Regions from separate parts of the Danio rerio genome. Here region 2 is linked to region 1. The links are chromatin contacts, called in public HiCAR-type maps. All regions are on one chromosome and are shown on one strand. Each heading gives the region's core, a stretch centred on a gene start, on an enhancer-like site or on the middle of the called end of the contact. The rest is flanking DNA. Distances are from core to core; before and after follow the strand shown. Region 1 holds the start of septin7a (septin 7a). Region 2 holds the start of ctdp1 (CTD (carboxy-terminal domain, RNA polymerase II, polypeptide A) phosphatase, subunit 1).

What was found. HiCAR-type assays count read pairs that join an accessible place to other places.
Region 2: a HiCAR-type map of caudal fin shows a contact between it and region 1, with 6 times the contacts expected there. The contact joins the promoter of ctdp1 here to the promoter of septin7a in region 1. A contact is called at or near these places in 1 of 18 Hi-C or Micro-C datasets (embryo) and 2 of 4 datasets of contacts at active chromatin or transcription factors (caudal fin and embryo).

The regions. Positions count from the first base shown.
Region 1 is chr19:12,524,302-12,529,139 of GRCz12tu, reverse strand. septin7a (septin 7a) reads left to right here and starts at 2,484. Exons shown (of 15, transcript NM_201161.1): 1 at 2,484-2,559; 2 at 4,238-4,239. The coding sequence starts at 2,505. It also overlaps a transcript of hsbp1l1 not described here.
Region 2 is chr19:12,947,592-12,952,429 of GRCz12tu, reverse strand. It overlaps ctdp1 (CTD (carboxy-terminal domain, RNA polymerase II, polypeptide A) phosphatase, subunit 1), which reads left to right and starts at 2,140. Exons shown (of 13, transcript NM_001002873.1): 1 at 2,140-2,414. The coding sequence starts at 2,140.

The DNA of each region.
Region 1 (4,838 bases), core at 1,235-3,734:
ACCGCCAATGTATCCAGCATATGTTTTACGCAGCGGATGCCCTTCCAGCTGCAACCCAACACCAGGGGGTCAACTGAGGACAGTTGCATGTGCTGGCCAGTTTGTTTTCTGTCTACTAAACTGATAGTAGGCTACAGTTGTTTTACTTTAAAACTTTAACAGATTGCTTTTTTTTCCTAATCATAAATGATGTCATAAATTTGTATTTTAAAAATTACTCTTGTTTTAATTTGTTTTATTGCAACTTTTTTGTAAATCTTTTTAGTACATCAGAAAGTGGTTATGATGACACCTGACTTGCTAAAAAATAAATAAATAAAAAAATCACTAAAATGCAGTATTTAAATCTTATAGTTAACTAGAAACTGAGGCGTATAACTGCAAATAGGTCCACTTTTTGAGAAAAAAAAAGAACCACCCCTTTCACCATGCTGGCTACAGGCCTGACAGTAACGTATTGCGTAACGCAGTAGTGTAGGGCATTATTTGTCAGATATGGCAACCAAAATCTGACATCTGATAGACATTATAGTGGTAACATTCACACAACGTTGAACTCTAACATCATTAGACATTTATAATTGGTTGATTTTAGGTTGGACAGTTTCTAATACCCATAGACAAGCAAAAATAAAGTAGTGACTGCAAGTTGAAGGAAAGTAGTAGAGTAAAAGTACCCAATACTGCATTAAAATGTACTTGAGGGAAAGTAAAAGAACACATTTTTAAACCTACTTAGTAAATTATAATTCCTGAGAAAACTACTTATTTTAGTATTTTGAGTATTTGTAAATTGTTACTTTACACCACTGGCTACCATGAAGTGATGCTGATTAGATATTTGCTGTATACAACTGAAGAGGTGTTCCTTATAAAGCAGCCATGTGGTGTAATTTTCATTTAGTCCAAGATAAGTGCCAAGTCTTTAATCAAAGTCCTTGTTCGTACTGCTTTTAAGTTTGTTGATCTCCCAATACACTCAAAATACATTTTCGTTTCAATTCTAAATTTAGGAAAAAAAGGTTTACACTTACAAAACTTGCTCTAGTGAACGTGAAATTTGCCCAACAATAAGGTTTATGAAATAAGTATTATTTTCCTTTTCACATTTATGGAAACCAAAGATAACATTCTTCATGTAAATTCAAATCTGCATTCACATTATCTTTTATAAAATCAAGAACATCACACCAAAATGTCATTCAATGAGGGCAAATCCAAAATAAATAAACAAAAGTTTCAGCATTTACTAAGCAAAAAGAACAGTTGGTGTTAATATCATTCTTAAGCCTTTTAAGATTACACTTGAATGAGCGTGTCTAGATGTTTCCCAGAGATAGGTTGTGGCCAATAGTATCTGGATGCAGCCTTTATGATGCAAGCTAAGATTGCATCACTCAGCGATGCAATGTCAGACATAATGCACTCAAATGGAGTGAGTGACGCACTGTGAGGGGTAGGGTTATGGGTGGGGTTAGGTGAACCCATTAAAAAGCACTGGACGCAGCTCAGGTTGCACTGCACCAGGTCTGCATCCAGACCTCTCTCCTTGTGGCTGGAAGGGCGATCCCAGATTAATAAAGGGACTAAGCCGAAAAGAAAATGAACGAATGAATGAATAGCATCTATGAATCAGTTTAAAGGGGACTCTCTTATTTTGTTTGCTATAAAAAATGTGTGGGGTAAAGTGACCAATTTTTATCCAGGAAATATCATTCACAAAACCATTCTAATTTGATATTACATAAATCACAGTAACAGAATCTTCCTGAAACAATTGCATTTATAAAGGGTTGAATATAAATTCTCTACCACACCAATAAACCCTACCACAACATGATGGATCATGAACTTATGTCAGCTGCTATTAAAGTCATTTATGGACAGTTTTTTACGTATTTAACATGTTTGGACTGTCGTATTATACTTTTCCGCATTAACAAAGTGTTTAGTTTAGTTTAGTTTAGTTTAGTTTAAGCTGTTAGGACAGAAAAGTGCATCAACAATGAAAAAGCGGCTGTTAATGCACTTTGGCCAGCAGGTGTCAGCATTGTTTGTCTCTTCACAGATCCAAGACCAAGGAAAGGAAACTGAAGTTTGATGCCTTTAGCCAGACAAGCATAAATAAGGGGATTTAATGTTGATCTGTGCACCTTATGAGTAGATAAAAAAAGAAAATTCACAAAAATTTTCATTATATCCCACATATGAATATAGAACTATTATTCATCTTTTATATTTCGTAAAATTACTTTGATACATGTTTTGCACAATAACTTTTTATTTTAAAAAGGTTATACTTATTAAAAGTGACCACCAAGTCGCATTTAAATGCAAAAATATTTCCCTTAGTGCCCGTGTGGTTTATTCGAACTATCGCGAGATTTGAGCGGACGCTATTCACCAAAGATACGCCACGGCCGTCGCCCTCAAGGTTGCCAAGGGAGACTACGCAAGAAATGTAACGTACGCCTGTGGGCTGGACCGTGAGTTGGAGAAAGGGAATGTCGATCGGTGAGAGATCGGTTACAGAGGCGGCCGGGAGCGTCAACAGAATGGGTGAGTATTTATTCCCTTTCTCTTTAATAAACAGGCAGTTTGTCCAACTCTTCTGTAAGTAGATTTATTGTCAGATATGTGCAGCGTCTTTTACGGGCGCGTGTTTAGTTGCGCGCGGAAGATGCGTTTCCTGAGCGTGTGTTAACCAACAGACAAATAGATCGACTCGAGCGGTCGGTTTCTGTGTGGTTTAGTGTTTATGCTGTTTACGTGACGATTAAGGTTAGGTTTTGTCATGTAAAATTTTAATTGTACGTTTTTACTAACAGCAATGTAGTGTGGGTGGTGTAACGATAACATCAGACAGTGCTGTGCTGTGGTGCATAGTATTCATCTGTCTTGATATTTCCACTGTGTTTCAAAGAAAGCAACGTTGTACAAAACATAACCATAAAATATTGTTCAGAAATTCATGGAATACTATAATACGCTAAAGACTGTGTGTTTAAGCAATGAATGTAGTTTTCTGGCCAGACATTTGCAGCTCTTGGAGAAGCACCTCCATGTGTTTGTCACTCTCAGCTTAGAAATATTCATATGTGAGTTATGCAGTAAGTCAGAGATGTCAGTTTTGCTTCTCCTGGAGGCTTTTGTTCAGTTTCAAACACATCACACTGAAACCACAACACTCAGACACATAAACTAGATAATCAAAGTCTTCAGGATCACTACAAACTTTCTGACGTGTGTTGAGCTAAACACCCGAAAGTGAGATTGCATCCACTTGTTGTAGAACTGAACACTGGATCCATGGAATGATAGATTGATTGAGAGGGGGTGGATGATGGAAGCATTAATCGAAGGATGGAAAAGGTTTTTGGATTGACATGGATGGATGTATTGATGGGTGAAGTGAGTGGATCTGTAATCATTAGGAGTGTAGGTACAGCTCTTTCAGCTCAGTGTGCATGTTGTTTTAACCTCTGAATTTGTAGAACATAATTCTAAAGTTCTATACATATGTTCATTTTAACAAATCAACATTGATTCTTAAATCATGGAGTCAATATTTTTGTCTATGCAGTTTCAGTTCTCATGTAAACTTTTTCAGATATAGATATAATAAGCACAGCTCTGGTTCAAAAATGCAACAAGCTTTGTGTGTGTCTGTGTGTTTTTAACACCACATCATAGTTCAAATTCCAAGTGCATTTTATCTAGAATCCAAACAAAACTATGTGGTTTTGACTCTCTTTAATGTGGCATGACAGATCCATGGACAGCGTGAGTAAATGTCATCATTCTTTTCTCTTTACAATTAGTTATATTAAAAATAAGCAAACATGGTGCAAAGAAATCTTTCAGATTGGGAGCTAGTGGCCAGGATGCACAAGAAAAGAAACCAAAAAGTAATTTTGGTGAAATCCTTACATCCCTTTAAATTGACATACTCTTCACCACTGATATACGGCTCTCATTTTCGCATATGTTGTTATTCTGACCTGAAGTGACAAGCGCGTTGGCGTGGATTCCTTGATCATTTACAATTGGCTTTGCGCTCTCAGTCCCAGCCCACCATCAAGCATTTTTTCTTAGAGGATGACAAATGGAAAAACCATTGCAGCCGTGCTGATTTAAGTTTATGGAGAAAAGTAAAAAGCATGGCATTGTTTGGATGCGCTGTGTTTGTCTGAGGTAATTAGTCTACCGTTACTAAAATTCCATACAAAGTGTGAAGCAGTCTGGTTAGTTGAATCTTGATGCACTTGTGTGATTCGGACCTGTTGAGATGTTTTCAACAAGGTGCGGTTGAAAAAATGCAAGCACATACGCTTCCAAATCGCTTCCATACACGTGCCTCCATTGGAAATGACAAACTTACACCCTAAGCTTAATGCCATTGCACTCATGACCCACATTTAAATAAAACTATAGCGCTTCATACCATATTTCCTTTTTTATCTATATTGACAATGGTGTTCGGTCAATAAATATCCATACCGATTTTATCGCCCAGTCCTACAATCTTCCCTAGTCCCTAATCTTCTATCTCATGAAAATGCTTACTCGGAAACTGTGAAAAGACTAATTAATGAAAACAATTTGTAAACCTAAACTTAACATTTATGCTTTTGTACTTAAAGCAAGTTATTTGCCTTATCCAAAATGTATCAAAATAAAAATAACTTCAAATCCAAGTTACTTTATGTACCCAACTTTTATTATATATATTATATTATATATTTATATATTAGTGTCTGAACCACAAACATGTAAACATTAATACCTAAATGTTTTATTTTTATTTAAAAAAATAAAAATTTGCACACGTAAAAGTA
Region 2 (4,838 bases), core at 891-3,390, 420 kb before region 1:
TGTCCAGGAGGCATCCGAAACAGATGCCCGAGCCACCACAGCTGACTTCTCTCGATGTGGAGGAGCAGCAGCTCTACTCTAAGCTCCTCTTGGGTGACAGAGCTCCTCACCCCATCTATAAGGGTGCGCCCTGCCACCCTGCGAAGGAAACTCATTTCGGCCACTTGTATCCGAGATCTTGTCTTTTTGGTCATGACCCAAAGCTCATGACCATAGGTAAGATTAGGAACGTAGACTGACTGGTAAATCGAGAGCTTTGCCTTTCAGCTCAGCTCCTTCTTAACCACAACGGACTGGTACATTGACCACATTACTGCTGCCGCTGCACCAATCCACCTGTTAATATCATGTTCCATCCTTCCCTTACTCGTAAACAAAACCCCAAGATACTTGAACTCCACCTGGAGCAAGGACTTTCCTTCAACCTGAAGATGGCAAACCTGTTTTTTTCCAGTGCCATGGCCTCAGACTTGGAGGTGCGGATTATTATTATTATGTTTTCATTTTTATTATTCAAATAGCCAAATTCTGTCTTCTTTATTATAAAAATTTAGGAAATATTTTCGTATATCAAAAAGTGTGGTTATGCTGACCATCCAGCAAGATAATTCAGCTAAAAATAGTGCTTAAAATGTCACTAAAATGCAGTATTAAAATCTCTTAATTAAACAGAAAATGTGGCATATAACTGCAAAAAGCTACAGTTTTCCAGTTTTTTTTTAAAGAAAAAGAACCAACCCTTTCACCAGGCTGGTTACGGGCCTGTATTTACTGTCATGGCAAAGATAAAAGAACTGTTATAAGAAATTAGTAATAAAAACTTTTTAGAAAGAAAAAAATGTATTCTCTCTGTTAAACAGAAACTGAGGAAAATATACAGGAGGTCTAATAATTCAGAAGGGCTGACATCAACTGTACATAGCTGGGGTGAACTTAACCAACAAGGTAAGCAACTGCTTAGGGCCCCAGGGAAATAAAGGGCTCCCAGCTAATGCCAAGAAGCCTATTTTAATAATCCTAAAGCTATTTTACAATTTTTTTCTATCATATGTTGTAAAATCTGTTCAGAACCATTAAGATTTTACCATTATTACTTCTTTTCTAAACCAGGGGCCCCCATGAAAAGTGGAACGTTCCATTCATACTGCACTTAATAGAAAATATTAAAATCTAATCACAAATCACAAGTAAGGCTAATTAACTGTACATAGCTTGTGAGCTTGTTTTTTTATTTGTGAATTTACTTCATTTAATTTTATATGCAGTTTATACGCACACACACACACAACCCTGAATATAAAGAGAAAAAAATATCTATAAAGTTTTATTTTTTTTTTAAAGAAACTGTTTTAAGTTTCAATGCTAGGGCCCCTAAATCACTATATCCGCCTCTGTACATAGGACAAGTGCAATCCTGTCTGTGAGTCCATGCTATCTGAAAGATTGATGTAATAAAGAAATATACAGCAAAATGAGTAATCCTCTTTGGTAACTTTTTAAATGAATGAGTAAGTTTTACATTCAAGCCGAAATAAAACAAAAGTGAAATCACTCCCTCACATGAAGCTAAATGTTTACATGCTGCGATGACGCGCGGTCTAATCCCCTGACAGCGGATGGTGTGATGATGATATTTCATCAGATTACATCACAAGCCAGGGGTTTGCCTGTCTCAAACGGGGGAGGGGACGCATAAAAACAGTTTGCTATAAATGCTTAAGTCAGATTTTCTCTGAAGCAGCAGTTTGACTGTAACTGTTTCACCAGTTTGACTTTAAATGTTTCATCTATTTCTCACGCGTTTTTTTTAATATTTAGCCAAATATTTATGCGCATAAATGTTGTCATTATTTTATTACAAACTAAAACAGAATACTCTAGGGTAACGACAGTTTTTTTTTTAAAGAGGGTTATTAAAGTCTCCCGGAAGTGGATAGAGTGTCGCTCGTGCTGCAGCCTTGTGTTTCCTGTTTACGGGCGGGAAGAGTGAACCTGCGTCTCAGCCTGTCCTGCAACAGAGCTCATTTTTATCTCTTCATTTCCCTGCGCGCCTCTGGATTATTTTCAGAGCTATTTACTACTTTTATTAACTCTCCCCAAGCGCTTCCTGCGGCTCTCTGACTGAAGTTTGAAGCCCTGATGGAGGAGCCTGCAGACTCCGGCGGCGGTGCGGCAGCAGAGGGCCCCGTGGTGCAGGTGACGGAGATCCGCTGCCCCGCAGGAGCTCGTCCCCTGCGGCTGCTCGAGTGGAAGGTGAAACCCGGAGCTCTGGTCAACGTTGACTCCGTGATCGCGGTATGTGCGCCGATCCCCGCCGAAAGCGAGTCCAGAGCGCCCGAAAAGAAGCTCAAGTCGGACCGCGCTGGAGTTGTGCAGGAACTGTGCTGTCAGCTCGGGCAGGTCATCGCGCCTGGGTAAGACACGCTCTCATGACCCCGTTGATATCCCAGATTTCACGGCTGACATTTACGCTTTTATTTCCAACCCTTGCTTCTGAGCTGAGCGTGCTCGCGCTAAGCTAAAGTGGCACGCGCACTGGCGCTCACGCTGAGCTCGTGACAGCAGCATCTCAACTTCCACGCGCCCGGTGTAAACATGTTTAATATCATGTAAAGGTGTTTTACGGGATTGTTGTTATACCAGGCATAAAATGTTCGTATTAACTGAAAAATATGACTGATTATATCTTGGGAGATAAGCTCTGATAACCCCTAAACTCTGTGTATACATGGCAAAACAAGAGTTGGGGGAGCGGCCCGCCCTTTTTACCCAATCAGAAACGTTCTCTCTCTGTCAGTCATTTGGTGCGTTGTAGTTTGGTGCATTCGGATTGGCTGGTACGGTTGTAGAGGGCGGAGATTTGGAGTGAGGGTGTGTCGTTGAAAGCATGGAGGCGGTCTGAATAATTCAGAGAACTCTAACGTTAGTAGTGGAAGAGAAGCGTGCAGAGTCATCCAGGATTTCCACGTGCCTTATTGTTATTTTTTTTGCACCACATGGTTGTTGAAAAAAGTTTGAAGTTTTGGGATTAAGCAGCCCAGAAAAGTATTATTTTAGTTATTTTTATTAATGCATATAACTGACAAAGCATAAAGGATTATATGATAACATATACAACAGTCATACAAAACTTAGTGATGCAAAACATACATTAAAAAAAAACTACATTATATATATGGGGGCTTTATCATATTTAAATTATTAGATTGTTTAGATTTTTTTCGTTATTAGAGAGGTTTTTATAGCTTTCATGTAATTGAGGTCAAAGAATTATAAACTATTTTTAAATCTTTACAGAAAAAAAATAAAGGAGGGAGTAATAGACGTTACTTTTGCCTTGTATATGTGAAAATTCCCAAGAAAAATGTTCATTATCGAGTGTATCGAGTGTATCATAGCCAGTTTTACAATTTAGAAAAAGAATCATGCATTCGTCAAAGTGAATTATTTTGTTAAATGAATCAAAAGTCAACCCTGAAACCTGTTTCCAAAAATCATCAGAAAATGTACAAGTACGAAATAGATGTAAAAGACTTTCAGGCTCAGTGTTACAAAAACAGCCTTGATACTGAAATGAGAGTTTTGTCGTCATTATATATAAATATAATATTTTATTATTATTATTTTAGCAGTAGTAGTATTAGTGGTAGTGCTATTTTCTTTAGTTCATGTTTATTGGAATCACGTGACGCCTTGACAATTTTTACTTTTAAATCATTACTTGAATTAAATGCAGAACATGCTTAAATAAGCAAAACAAACTATATAAAACAGATAAAGCTTACACACAGAGTTCATTGTTAAAATGAATCTTTAAAAAATGCTAAATATTTACAGAGTAGTTATAGGAGATTTAAGATCTTCAGTCTCTTCTAATCCTGAAAATATGAAGCTGAGTATTAAGGACAATCTGCGTTTATGTATAAAAAAGGGATAGGCTGAAATAGGATTCTGATGGGAGGTTTTGCAGTATTGTGATTACTGTTTTAAAATATGCTCTTTTTAAATGTCTGAGTAAAAAACAAAATAAACTTTTTTTGCCTTTGAGTATTTGTCAATTGCGTGCAAATAAATTCTTAGAATCAACAGTTGTGTGTTTTAAACCTTTAAATGATACCTTCTCTGTGATGTTGTAAACACCATATTGTTTTTCGCTTCCTCTTGCTTGATTGGATGTTGTGAGCACATTTTTTTTGTCTGCATCTTGGCAACAACCCGTACAGTGAAGAAACAGCAACATCAAATTGAGGCTAATGTCTTGGAAGCAGACATTTATGTGGGTACAACACATTGAAAAAAATGTAGCAAGGTTTTGCAGTTTGTCGTTATTTAGGCAAAGCAGCCACCTTCTGTTAAATCATTTAGAACTGCAATAAAATACCTGCAAAATTTTTTATACGGCTTTTTTGTTTCCATAACACTTAGAATTTATTCAACATTAAAATACATTTATTAACATTTTTAAAAATTCTAAATTAATGACACATTATTTAAAATGTGTGGCTAAGAAATACAGTTGAAATCAGAATGATTAAACCCCCCCACTGAATTATTAGACCGCTTGTTTATTTTTTCCCTAATTTCTGTTCAACGGAGAGAAGATTTCTTCAACACATTTCTAAACATAATAGATTTAATAACACATCTCTAATAACCTATTATTTTATTTTTTTCATGATGACAGTAAATAATATTTTACTAGATATTTTTCAACACATTTCTATACAGCTTAAAGTGACATTTAAAGGCAGGTTAGAGTAATTAGGCAATTTTTGCAAGGTTTGTTCTGTAGACTATCTAAACAAAATAGCTTAAAAGGGCTAATAACTTTGACCTTA